Linked DNA regions of Hordeum vulgare: region 2 is linked to region 1. Evidence: chromatin contacts called from public Hi-C data. All regions are on one chromosome and are shown on one strand. The core of a region is the stretch at or near the end of the contact, and the rest is flanking DNA. Distances in the headings are between cores, read along the strand shown.

Evidence for each region. Hi-C and Micro-C count contacts between places; a contact is called where the count stands out from the background.
Region 2: a contact with region 1 is called in a Hi-C map of leaf, with 3 times the contacts expected there. The contact joins two enhancer-like sites. A contact is called at or near these places in 5 of 6 Hi-C or Micro-C datasets (leaf, seedling and an unstated tissue).

The regions. Positions count from the first base shown.
Region 1 is chr5H:425,367,985-425,370,801 of MorexV3_pseudomolecules_assembly, forward strand. No RefSeq gene overlaps it. Among protein-coding and RNA genes, the nearest start is that of LOC123395598, 79 kb to the right of the region's middle. Within about 2 kb of position 1,332, at least 1 of the 3 cell types and tissues checked has open chromatin away from gene starts, as enhancers often do. A contact at or near this core is called in leaf, where this site is marked.
Region 2 is chr5H:425,541,998-425,545,100 of MorexV3_pseudomolecules_assembly, forward strand. No RefSeq gene overlaps it. Among protein-coding and RNA genes, the nearest start is that of LOC123395598, 95 kb to the left of the region's middle. Within about 2 kb of position 1,819, at least 3 of the 3 cell types and tissues checked have open chromatin away from gene starts, as enhancers often do. A contact at or near this core is called in leaf, where this site is marked.

The DNA of each region.
Region 1 (2,817 bases), core at 82-2,581:
CACATGAGCGCGGTCAATCAAATCTTGCGCTATGTGAAAGGCACCATTAATCTTGGTTGTACGTACAGAAAGGGAAAGGAAGGATTAATCCTTCGTGGATATTCAGATAGTGACATGGCAGGTGATGTTGATGACCGAAAGAGCACAACGGACATGATTTTCTACCTTGGCCCGAATCCGATTAGCTGGAATTCTCAGAAACAAAACGTGGTGGCACTGTCTTCATGCGAGACAGAATACATAGCTGCAAGCACGGCGGCTTGTCAAGCAGTGTGGCTGAGAAGACTTCTAGCTATTCTTGCAAAGCGGGAGGTGCAGAAGGTGTCACTGAAGATCGATAACCAAGCTGCAATCTCGTTGTGCAAAAATCTGGTTCATCACAAAAGGAGTAAGCACATAGATACCCGGTTCCACCACATCCGGGAGTGCATTGAAGAAGTGTTGATCGAGGTTCAACATGTGAACACGAAAGACCAACTTGCTGATATTTTCACCAAGTCCCTCGGTCGACAGAAGTTCATCGAGATGAGGAAGAAAGTCGGAGTGCAAGAAGTGAAGTCAAGCAACAAGATTAAGGAGGTGAATGTAGAAGTTAATCATGTTGTTCCTTGTAGGATTAGGAAAGAAAGCCAAACCAAGTCCTAGTAGTATTAGGATTCCTAGTCCTAGTCTATTTTCATAGTTCCTTGTGGACGTGTATAAAAGGCACCCTAGAGGTGTTGATTGTAACACCAGAAAAACGAAAAGCAATACAAAGAAAAGGCTCGACACATGCCTTTAGCCATCGAATCCATTGATCAGTTTTATTCGTGTCGCTAGTTACGCAAGTTCCGTCAAGTTGCTGGCCGAAGCAAAAATCGCGTAGGCACACCTATACGGTGCATACGCACGTTCAAAAGCCAACACGGTCATGCTACCTATTTGAGTCCGAGAGAACTGCCCACAATGTTTGAATGTTCAACAACAAATACATGAAATAAAGAAATCCATATACCTTATGCGATGAGAACTTGGCTTCTGTTAACTCTTAACTGTATGTTATCACTAGTTTTGCTCATTTCTCTGCGCAACGCGCGTGCTGCAGACCCGCTGCGCTGCTGTTCCATTGGTCTTCTCTGGACGCAGGCGCGCGGCCTGCTCTTATCCGAAACTTCTTCGCCCACTGGTCTGGTCACCTTCGACGCGACGCCGACGCAGCGGTCACCTTCGAACGAGATTTCTTCGACGGATCGAAAGCAGATGCAGCGGCGGCGGAAAACGGCGCCGGGTAAACGCCAGGCCAGCCGGCCGCGTGCTTCCCGTTATCATGCGTGTAGTAGGTTGTGGGCGCAAAAGAAAACTGAACGTCGTACGTCCCTGTTAATCATGATTGATTCTTGTAGAGACGGCAGGCGCGCACCGATTAGGCGGCGGAATATTCACATGACCAGATCAAGTACACAGACAAAGCGACAAGCTAATCATCCTCTTATCCGTAATATTTTCAGCCCACCGATGAGCGATGAAGCGATGCCGACCGCCGACGGACGCAGTTCACTCCCGAGTAAGATCGTCGATCAAAAAGCAGAGGCGACGACAGTGGCGGCGGCGGAAAACGGCGCCGGGTAAACACCAGGCGCAGCCGACCTCGTGGCTCCCGTTCACATCCCCATAGTCGTAGTCGGCGGACGGCTCGTGAAACTACGTATCAACGTCACCGTTCATCTCGTGGGACATCACTGGTCAAAATGGTGGTCGCGACACACACAAAACACAGAGCGAGCAAAGACTAGAGACGACAAGCGAGGATAACCAAACAGTCGTTCGATTAAGCGGCGGGGATATTTACACAATCTAGCCAAGTACAGTGTTTCTTTGGGTTTTTTCCTCGTTGTGCTTGCTAGTACTAAAACGGAAAATACAAAGGAGAACCTGGGTGCCAGCTCACCTTATATGAAAAAAAATAGTAATTTAGAAAAAGTTTAAAAAATTGTAAATCTTTTTTGGTATTAAACATGATAAGTATTGTAGTTGTATAAAAGGATTCATCAAAGAATGACTTCTGTTGCATCGTGGATCGAAGATTCGGCAAAAATCGCTATATACAAGTACTATACACGCTATATTGTCATCATAATTAAACTTGTTTTTTTTGTCTCGGATTCATTGGAAATATTTTCTTGTCCAAACTTTTTATATGAGTGCAATACTTAATCATGTTTGGTTCCAAAAAAGATTTAGAATTTTGCTAACTTTTTTGAATTACTAATTGTTTTGGCGCATATAGGGTGCACGCGTACACTAGTAGAAAACATGTTTTACGTTTCGATTATTAATCCCGGTTTGCTCTTGAACCGGGATCAATGTGACCATTAGTCCCGGTTCGTGAGGAATGCTTTTAGTCCCAGTTTATTAGTAACATCTAGTCCCGGTTGATGTTACCAACCGGGACTAAAGAGGTGGTGGCAGAATTTTGTCAGGCTGGGGCCCTTGCGAGGGTCATTAGTCTCGGTTGGTAATACAAACCGGGACTAGATATAGGTCTTTAGTCCCGGTTTGTATCACCAACCGGGACTAAAAGTATCCCTATATATACTGCTTTGTCCAGCCCGAGCCCAAGCTCTCTGTTTTCCCTTTCTCTCCTCTGTTTTCTTGACTTGCTCGAGTTCATTGCTACTTCTTGAGTTTGCATTGATTTTTCCCTTGAAGAGGAAAGGGTGATGCAGCAAAGTAGAGATAAGTATTTTCCTCAGTTTGAGTATCAATTCAGTAGGAGTATCAAGATGAGGCACCAAGACACCTGCGCAAAAACAAACAAACTGGCACCCAACGCGATAA
Region 2 (3,103 bases), core at 569-3,068, 170 kb after region 1:
CCCCGGGGGATTTTAACTGGGCAAGTTCGTGGATAGTCTCATGAGGAGTAAGAACACTCTCGAGGGTGTATCTTTCCTTAATAAAAAGCAGCCTCGCAAGAAGACAAAAGTCTCTCACAGACGAGGAAACCCTATTGGTCATAGTTTTACTGAAGATCTTAATAGAGCAATTACTAAAGTGGTTTGGTCTGAAATTTCGTATTTCTTTAGCATCACATCCTTTTGGGATTAGCGTAATAATAGCATAGTTAATGCTAGGTATTCTCCCGTTTCTATTTTTAAAGATTTTATTATAAAGTACGTACGGATACATATAGACATATTTAGAATGTATATTCAGAGGGTGCTTGGATCCAAGAGACTAAAACTACAACAGCAACAACAACAACAACAACAACCAAGCCTTTCAGTCCCAAACAAGTTGGGGTAGGCTAGAGTTGAAACCCATAAGATCTCGAAACCAAGTCATGGCTCTGGAACGTGGATAGCTAACTTCCACGCACCCCTGTCCATGGCTAAGTCTTTGTCGATATTTCAAACCTTCAGGTCTCTCTTAACGGACTCCTCTCATGTCAGGTTTGGTCTACCACGGCCCCTCTTAACATTCTCAGCACGCTTTATCCGTCCGCTATGCACCGGCACTTCCGATGGCCTCCGTTGAATATGTCCAAGAGACTAAAACTAGTCTGACTAAAACTAGTCTCTATAAGAGGCTAAAGTTCCAATCACCCCTGACTAAAGAGAGGCTAAAACTAGTCTTGAGGCTAAAATCTTTTAGTCATAGGTACCCCTACTAAAATGTGCATTAGTCCTCTCTCTCCTCATTTAACTCCTCATGCAAGTTCTGGATTGGAGGGTTTGGAGGATAATAAATGATCATTAACTTGATTTTAGTCTATTTAGTATTTGAATTCAAGCATGGGTGAGGCTAGCAAGTTTTAGTCTCATTACTTTTAGTCATGGGACTAAAATGTATCCAAGCACCCTCTCATTTGTTGTGCTTCGTATTTACTCCCTCCGTTCCTAAATATAAGTCTTTTAAGAGATTTCACTAGGAGTCTACATACGAAACAAAATGAGTGAATCTACATTTTATAGTATGTCTACATACATCTGTATGTAGTCTACTAGTAGAATCTCTACAAAGACTTATATCTAGGAACGGAGGGAGTAGTTTTTAATGCAGATTAATCCATTCATTTTGCACGTTGACCGCACGCGTCATCCCATCCTATTCCCAGTCTAGCGTCTCCTGCTTTCTAAAAACAAAATGAGTAGCAACCTTTCTTCACAAGGTCGCACTCCCTCTCCCTCCATCTTCCCCATCGAAAGGAACTTGTGTAGTACTCCTACTATTCTCAGCTTCGAAGTCGACCGGGGCGTACGTACGGTTGAGATTTGCCATGGTGCAGCAGCGAGGTGACACACGCGAGGCGTCACGCCCACGCACTGACCGCCGTGACCGGACACCTGCTAGAACACTCTGTCCCTAGCAGCCCGTATACGGCCGAATCCCACGCAGCTTCCGAAGCCAAATAATTGGGTTTAGCTTGCTCGGCGGAGGATCAGCGTGGTGACACTGCAGCGCAGACAGGAGCCCAGGAGTCACGGGAGCGCCAGCCCGTGACGCCCGGTTTCGTCCAGCCATCCCCCACGTCCACGTCCACGTCCACGTCCGTTTCCTTCCTCCTCGCACCAATTGTTGGCATTATCTCGTCCGTCGTAGCAGGGACGGGACGCGCCGGGCCAAGCTAGGCTAGCGCCAAGTGCCAACTCGCCTTGGAGGGTTCTTGGCGAGATGAGATGGATGGGTCGACGACGCCTTGGAGGGTCCATCCTGTCTCGGCCGTTTTGCGTGTGCGCGCACGTACGTGTAGGTGTAGATGCCGCTGCAGTGTAGGTTTTGTCAGTGCTTGGGTTCTGGACGCCCGGCCGGACGATGCCACTAGAGTACAATCCACTGCTCTTTCCCGAATTTAGTACTGGTACCCCTTGAACAATGCTCTTTCGCCAGTATGATCCACTGTGTTTTTTCCTGTTAGCTTCTTGCTTGATTTCTGGACTTGCATTTCTTCTCTGTCTTCCCTATTTCCCGCCCGGATTCTTGGGTGTTAGATATGGAGATATGGCCAGATGCCGTCCTTCTTTCTTACTGGTGCTACCAGCCGTCTGTTTTACCTAAGAGAGAAGCATAGGTTTCTACTCAACTGTACACAAAACAATGCAATGTTCAAGGGCAATGGATGCATGCACCATCATCGTGTGTATGTACAGATGGTCGGACGACGGACTTGGGGAGCAGTTCACTTGAAGGTATGCATAGTCAACTCACAGGGAAGAACGATCGAATTTGGTAATCGAGACTAATTAGTAGGAGTACAATACTACATCAACCCATCAACGTACGTGTTGCTTGAAGCAGAGCCTCACCACCTAACCACAGCACTGCATGCACACCAGAATACCCAACTTGTCTTTTCTTATGACAAAAAGAGTTTCCAAGTTGTGTTTACTTACTCCCAGTCGTCCGTCTTTCGCCTGATTTCATTATTGGGGCGACAGGGTTGCATGATTTGTGCGTTACCGGTGAGACTTTGGTAGTAGGTAATCTCTTGCCCGGTTAATTATTACTGATTTCATGCATAGTTCTATAAGTGGTTTCAGCAGTTAATTTTGTTTTCCTATATGAGCAGGAAAGTAGACATGGATGTTCATCTCCTCTCGGAAAACGAAACCTGGATGTTCATGGATGGAGGCAGGAGGGGGTAGAGAGATTACTACTGCTGGTGAAAGGACGGTGTCATGATAATGGGACAGACAGGAGCCCTAATGATTAACATTTTCAGAGGCAACGAACTCGGCAGGTAGTAGGACGATAGTCTATCCTCGCACGAGAAGCTGCGGCTTTTCTGGCGCCAAACCAAACCACTTTTGACTAGATTTAGTTGGTAAAGTCTAATCGTTTGTATTTTACCTTACTCTATCGTCAATAGGAGACTAACTTCACCATCGCTCTTTATTTTGACATATTGTTGCTCCGCGTCCCGGCAGTGGTAGATATGGTGTAACATTTGCTGAATGCTGATCTATCGTCGACAGGAGG